2 separate regions of the Mus musculus genome follow, and region 1 is linked to region 2. The links are chromatin contacts, called in public promoter capture Hi-C maps. All regions are on one chromosome and are shown on one strand. The core of a region is the stretch at or near the end of the contact, and the rest is flanking DNA. Distances in the headings are between cores, read along the strand shown. Region 1 overlaps Pds5a (PDS5 cohesin associated factor A). Region 2 has its middle 22 kb from the start of Smim14.

Region 1 (3,814 bases), core at 816-3,315, 120 kb before region 2:
AACTAAATTAGAGTGGACAGAGGTAAGGAGAAAGAACTGAATACTGAGGCTACAATGATGACATGAATTATGAAAAGTATTTTTTTAACAAGGAATGGCAACACTTAGAAAATTATGAATGAATTATATAAGGTGTGAAGTTTAGCGTAGCATGATGGCTGAGCACATAAAAGTACATGCCTCCAACCCTATCTGTAATTGGAGTGGGATTCCCAGAATCCACATGGCTGAAGAAGAGAACTGGGTCCTCTTTCCTCGTGCTGATGAAGATGATATGGTCTTCCTCCCTTCCTTCCTGAGATGGCTTCTCTGAATAGGCATGTCTGTCCTGGCACTCACTATGTAGACTCTCCGGGCTGGCCTCTAACTCACAGAGATCTGCCTCTTTCTCCTGTGGTTAAAGGTCAGCACTATCATACCAGGTTTTGAGCATGTATTGTCCTTGCAGGGGACACATGTTCAGTTCCTAGTACTCATATTAGGCAGCTGATAATTAATCATCTGTATCTCTTTCTCTAGGACATTTAATGCCATCTTCTGCCCTTTGTAGGCACCACATATGCACACAAAAAATAAAAAGCAAATCTTTAAAGAAAATGAGAAAAGAAACTAAATGGTGGAGGCCTCACGGGATACCTGGAAGTTAAATAAATGCTAACAGCTAGCTCAGGAAAGAAGGGGAGAGTGCCATGGCCCGTGCAGTTTCTCTCTGATACTTTAGAGAGGTGACTCTAGGGCTTTGTTGATGACAAAGACTCGGGACTTGCTCCCCCGCACGACCATCACCATGCTACACAAAAACAAACGGTAGAATTTGCGCACAGAAGACTGTAGAGCCCTGGTCCCCCTCAGCTACACTGACATTTGAGAAATCAGAGGTATAAATATTTTTTCATAATTCTAGTTGCTTTAGGAGATAGGTTGGAATGTGAGACAATAAACACAGACTCCTTTAAGTAAAAGAAGATGAAGTTATCTTGAACCAAGTGACATCAGTGCTAGGAACCAAACCTTGATTGTCTGCAGGTGTGGTAGTTAGTATGTGGTACCACTCACTGAGCCACCTCCACACCCTAATGATTTTATTTTATTTTTTGCAGTTCATGCTGGCTTCTTGAACTTGTATTTTTCTTCCTTCATCTTCCCAACTGCTAATATTCAATTGTCTATTACACAATTCAGGTTCATTCTGTTTTGTTTTGTTTTGTTTTTTAAATATCCTTTATGGTAACAAATGTCTGTGGTCCAGCTCTTAACACATAGTCATTATTATCCTCTGCTACACATTGAGTGTAAAGCCAGCCAGGCTATGTAAGACCGTCTCAGCAACAAGTTTCTTGATTTTCACAAGTATATGTTAAACCCTCCTCAGATTGATGATCAGTAAGAGTTAATTAAAAGAGAGTCTAGAGGCTGGAGAGATGGTTCAGTGGTTAAGAGCACCGTCTGCTCTTCCAGAGGTCCTGAGTTCAATTCCCAGCAACCATATGATGGCTCACAACCATCTGTAATGAGATCTGATGCCCTCTTCTGGTGTGCCTGAAGACAGTGTACTTACATACATAAAATAAATAAATCTTAAAAAATCTTATTAAAATCTTTAAAAAAAAGAGAGAGTCTAGACAATATACAGAGAGACTCTTTCCTCTAAACAAGTCATGATAATTTGATTGAAGCAATAATGTCAACAAAGGAGAAAAAATTTCTCACCCTGCCTTTCACACCCACATACTTGTCTCACTCTGTTTTTTGAGACAGTATCTTGCTGTATCTAGCTGTCTTGGTATTGCTATGTATCCACACTGGCCTTGAACTCATGACAGTCCTTCCACTTTAGCCTTAATTTTATCAGAATTACAGGTGAGCACCACCACACCCAGTTGTGTGGCATCGAGGATCAAACCCAGAGTTTGACAAGCTAGGCAGCCCTTCTGCCTACAAACTACACTCCCAGTCTCATATCTGTTTTTGTTTTAAATGCTATGCCTTTAGCCAGAGGAGGTAAGTAGAGCCCTGTAATTGTAGTCCTGTGCAGTCCTCCCACCCTGACTGAGTTAGGCAGATCTGACTCCTCAGGGAGTCAGCTGAGGGTACAGCTGAGGCCTTGTCTGAGAAACAAACCATCTGATCTGTTAGGTAGTTGGATCTTATTGATCATGTAATGTTCTGTGGTATTAAATAATTGACAGTACACAGTTTCCAATTGCATGTTTGTAAATATGCTTTTTTTTGATAATTGGTTCTGTTAGTAATTTCTTAGTATGGAATTACTGATTCTATAAATTTCCTAGTGTAATTAATGCTACTTTCCCTGCATATGTTCACTGCTATGTGTTTGCATTACACTTACTCATTGTGAGTATGCACATGCATGTGTTCCGCATACTTTGAGGTCAATGAATAATGTTAGGAATCCTTGCCTCCTATCATGTGGGTTCCAGGACTCACATGCAGTGCATCAAGATTGACAGCAAGCACTTTTACCCACTGAGTCATCTTACTTGGCTTCTACTCTGTGAATTTTGTTCTGAATGGCCATTTGCCCAATCTTCAACTATTTTTATATTGTTTTTATTAAAATATATTACAATCACTTTATATGTGAAAAGTTTCTATGTGTAAATATTGGAAGAACTAATATTAATATTACAGTATATTATTTAACTGGCTTATTTATCAGTCAGATTCTTATTACTATAACACATTAAGTTTTTTGGAAAGGGTAACATAACCGTAAGCTCTCCTATGGTGTTGTCCACACTGATCCTCAGGCTACAGACGTTGTCTTTGACCATAGTCTTTTTACACTCTCTGTTTATCATATTATAGTTGGGATACATTACACTAGTTTCAGTAGTCTTACTAACCTGCGTTTCCTCACTTACTAGTGCACTGGTAAAACTGATGAATAAGTCAATCGAAGGGACGGCCGATGATGAAGAGGAGGGTGTCAGTCCAGACTCAGCCATCCGCTCAGGACTTGAGCTTCTTAAGGTATTTCTTCTTGGTAATTTTATCTCCATTAACTTCCAAAAATAAATAAGGGCGTTCCCTTTAGGGTGTACATGAGGGGGATTATTTTAAGTTAGATTATTCAAAAGATTAGTTTTTTTGGTTTATCTTTTTTTTGTTTGGTTGGTTTGGTTTGTTTTGGTTTTGTTTTTTTGAGACAGGGTTTCTCTGTATAGTCCTGGCTGTTCTGGAACTCACTTTATAGACCAGGCTGGCCTCGAACTCAGAAATCCGCCTGCCTCTGCCTCCCGAGTGCTGGGATTAAAGGCGTGCACCACCACGCCCGGCACGTGTTGTTTTTTTAAAAACAAGAATCTCATTCTATAGCCTAGACTGGCATGAAAGTCTCATCTATCCATCTGCCTCGTAGCCTGCCACATACTGTGATTACAGATGCCTGGTAACATGTTTGTAAACTATCTTGGGAAAGAGACTGGAACGTACCCCTCAGGATTCTTGTTAAAGTCTCTGAGTAAAAGTAACTGTAGTTGGGGCTAAATGATGTAATTTATATTCCAAGTGTTACAGCTAGCGTTTGCACACCAGAAGTTTACATTCTATTTATTGAAAGAAAACTCTTTTTTAAATAGAATAGAGCTGTTGTCTGTATTCCTAAAGGTGTATCTATTCCTCCAGGTTCTGTCTTTCACACATCCTACCTCGTTCCACTCTGCAGAGACATATGAGTCCTTGTTACAGTGCCTAAGAATGGAGGATGACAAGGTAGCAGAAGCTGCAATACAAATTTTTAGAAACACAGGCCACAAAATAGAAACTGACCTTCCCCAGATACGGTCGTGAG
Region 2 (3,586 bases), core at 247-2,746:
GTACACTTCCACAATGCACTCAGCAATTCAAAGTGAATGAGAAAGGGAGGGGCACTGAGGTAGTACTGAAAAATGTGAAGTCAATAAAACAGGCATAGAAACCAGAAAGCTGCAAGAGGCAGTAAGGAGAAGCAGGCAGAGGGAAAAAAACAAGAGAAAACAAATGACTGGGGACTGATTTCTTTGCCACGGTCCTTGGCTGTGCTGTACCAAGAAACTCATTTATAAAGGGAGAAGACTAGAAATGCATCAGGATCGGTGAGGAAGGAAGACAAGAATGAGGGGTTGGGTTCCCATGGCTATGCAAAGCTGTTTTGATTGGTAGGAAGGAAGCAGTGACTGTGTCTGCGCACCTCCTCAGGGGAGACTCAGGGGTTGAAGGGATGCTGAAGGACGGTAAACTGAGCTGGCATGGGTTGTTTGATTTTAGTAACTTGATTGTCTAGACAGGGTTGACAGGGATGTGTTTCGGGATGGCTTTGAACTTCCATGGTAAAGGACAACCTGATCCTCCTGCCTTTATCTCCCAAGATCTAAGATTACAACACTGTGCCACCACAGTCTATTGTCCCACCACATCTAGTGCTTGGTGGGCTTTTTGTTATTGTATTTAGTGTGTGCATGCACACACCACTGCATCCCAGCACATATGGGGTTTTGGGAGTTGGGTGTCTCCCTCCATCATAGGGATCCCAGAAATCGAACTCAGATTCTCCGGGATGTCAGAAAGCACTTTTATCCACAGAGCAGTTCGGTGACCCAAGTGATGCATTTTTATTTGTTTAATTGTTGTTTGATTTTTTTTTCTAGTGGGTGTAAGGGGTGTCTGTGTGACCATATATGGGTGTGAATGGGCAGATGTCCACAGTGGCCAGAAGAAGAGCTTGGATTGTCTGAAAGAGCAGCAGGTGTCCAAACTTTGAGCTATCTCTCCAGTCCACTTGATGCACATTTTAAAAAGGTGCTTCTCTCTCTCTCTCTCTCTCTCACACACACACACACACACACACACACACACACACACACACACACACACACACACACTCGGGGAGCCAGAGAGCTGTTTAGGATATGATTTAAGTTTCAGGAAGCGTCCTGTGGTTGACATCTGTTCATCGGTTACTCTTTGTTAATCACCTTGGGAAGGAAACAGGATCTGAAAGTCACTGACGTGTCCAAAGCAAATACAATATGTTTGGTGTGTAGCTGTGTCTCAGAATATGGAGAGAGTCATAGTTGGGGGTCTTGGGAAAGTATGTGAACTGTGTCACAAAGATCAAATATTCCAACTAGATGATGGAGCATTGCACTGGAGGTTGAACCATCTGGGCAGAACAGTTCCTCAATAACCAGTCTTCTGTCAAACTGACATTTCAGACAATCAAGTCCTACTTCCTTTTCAAAGACTTATTTAAAAAGTGTCTTTGTGTACAGTAGGGGAGAGGAGGCTCCTGAGTGTGCCACAGCCCATTTCCTGCTGAGCCAGTTCTACTCCTTGCCTGTGCAATGAGTGACACAGAAGACCAGTAGGTGCTGACGATTGAGCCAAGCATGTAGGCTACCAGCCTCTTCCACTCTCTCCAGCTCTCACCTTTTATTTCCACATAGTACAGGCTAGACTTGAGCTCATGATCTTCTGCCTAAAGCCTTTGAGATTTATTTTTTAAATCTTTTTTTTTTTTGAGTCCTCTTTCTCATCCCTTATTAGGAGGAAGGAGAGATCCAAGGAATACAATTTGAAGCTAGTGTCCATCTGAGTTCATGGGGAATTCCCATCGCCAGTTAGTTATTCTGTAATGGCCTCAAGCACTTTGCAGGGACAGAAGAAAAATCATAAGGAACCTATTAACTGAACAGGGTCCTCATGATGACTAAGAACACATTGTTCAGTGTGAACTTAGTGTCTGATGTCTTTTTAAAAAGTCATTAAAGCGAGTCCTTGTGAAGTAGATTTATATATGACTATTAGTGTAACTGCATACAGAGTTAAAGTCCAGAATGCCAGAATGTTACTAGAGACCAGAGGTTTTTAGACCTTTTAGACTTTTGCAGAAATTTTCTTTCTTTCTTTTTGGTAAATGGGGCATTTGTTTTGTTTGGAAGTTTGCTTGAGACGGGGGTTTTACTAATATAGCACTGGCTGGCCTGAAGCTGGCTACGTGTAGACCAGGCTGGCCTTCAACTCACCAAGATTTGTCTGCCTCAGCTTCACAGATGATGGGATATGTGCTACCATGCCCAGCTTAAAAATGGTTTTTGTTAGCATATATGGTGAAAAATTCTTAAGAAGTCTCTCTCCAAGAGCAACAGATTAAAATTAAGAACACAGTCAACTTCAGTGATGTGTACTGGCTTTTCTCCACTCTTAGAGGTTCTGTTCTGAAAACCACAGGACCTCCACTAGGGCTGATTGAGAAGACCCAAAGGAAAAGGATGCCCACGGACAGGAGAGTTGTACATCTGAGTGCGGTGAACTAGATAGAGGCTGGCTGTTGTAGGACAGGATCATGGCCAGGAGCACAGTGCTTCATGGGTGTAATAAAGGGAGGTCCCAAAGGACTGGCAATGAACTCTTGCTGGCTTCCCTTCAGGAATGCAAAGTGAAGTTCAAACTAGCAGTTAGGTTAACCCTTGCCTCGTCTCTATTATATTTCCCATTTGTAAATAATTGTCTGATGCCCTCTTCTAACCTTTGGGGACACCTGGCAGGCACATGGTGTATCATATAGACAAAAGACTCATACATATGTGTGTGTGTGTGTGTGTGTGTGTGTGTGTGTGTGTGTGTGTGTGTGTGTGTATGCTGGAGAGATAGCTCTATAGTTCTTGCTGTTCCAAGTGCTGGGATTAAAGGTGTGCACCAGCTCCACAGTTAAGAGACCTTACTGCTCTTGCAGATTTTGGGTTGGTTCCCTGCACCCACATGGTGGTTCATAGCTTCCTGTAACTCTACCTCCAGTAGATCTGAACTCTACTGGTATTGTACACACATAGTGTACAAACACATGTGAATAGCACATACACATAAAATTAAAAAGAAATCTAAAAACAAGTTATATACACATAAAATAATAAATATGTATTTTAAAAACTGTTTCCTTGGGCACTGGTAATGGAGCATACCTTTAGTCCCAGCATTCAGGAGGCAGAGACAGGTGGATCTCTGAGTTCAAGGCCAGCTTGGCCCACACAAAGAAACCCGGTCTTGAAAAACAAACAAACAAACAAAACCAAAACAATAAAAACTGGTTCCTATTCTAGCCCCACATGTTTGCTTGTTTGTTTATCTAGAGGCAGGACTGCTTTGTATCTGTGGCTAGCCTAGAACTTTTTTTTTTTTTTTTTTTCGAGACGGGGTTTCTCAGTATAGCCCTGGCTGTCCTGGAACTCACTTTGTAGACCAGGCTGGCCTCAAACTCAGAAATCTGCCTACTTCTGCCTCCAGAGTGCTGGGATTAAAGGCGTGTGCCACCATGCCCAGCTAGGCTAGAACTTACTATGTAGATCCGTGGCTTCCAACTTTCAGCCTTTAGCTAACAGGCAATTCTCCTGCCTCTGCTTTCTGAGGGCTGGGATTATAGACTCA

The links. Capture Hi-C pulls out chosen DNA fragments and counts their contacts.
Region 1: a promoter capture Hi-C map of adipose tissue shows a contact between it and region 2. The contact joins two enhancer-like sites. A contact is called at or near these places in 1 of 39 promoter capture datasets (liver), 1 of 115 datasets of contacts at active chromatin or transcription factors (embryonic stem cells) and 4 of 9 other capture datasets (adipose tissue, embryonic stem cells, liver and 1 more).

Annotation. Positions count from the first base shown.
Region 1 is chr5:65,637,737-65,641,550 of GRCm38.p6, reverse strand. It overlaps Pds5a (PDS5 cohesin associated factor A), which reads left to right. Exons shown (of 33, transcript NM_001081321.3): 18 at 2,889-2,994; 19 at 3,649-3,809. Among named protein-coding and RNA genes, the nearest start is that of Pds5a, 59 kb to the left of the region's middle. Within about 2 kb of position 2,065, at least 26 of the 459 cell types and tissues checked have an H3K27ac peak or open chromatin away from gene starts, as enhancers often do. A contact at or near this core is called in adipose tissue, where this site is marked.
Region 2 is chr5:65,512,676-65,516,261 of GRCm38.p6, reverse strand. It overlaps a transcript of Smim14 not described here. Among named protein-coding and RNA genes, the nearest start is that of Smim14, 22 kb to the right of the region's middle. Within about 2 kb of position 1,496, at least 102 of the 459 cell types and tissues checked have an H3K27ac peak or open chromatin away from gene starts, as enhancers often do. A contact at or near this core is called in adipose tissue, where this site is marked.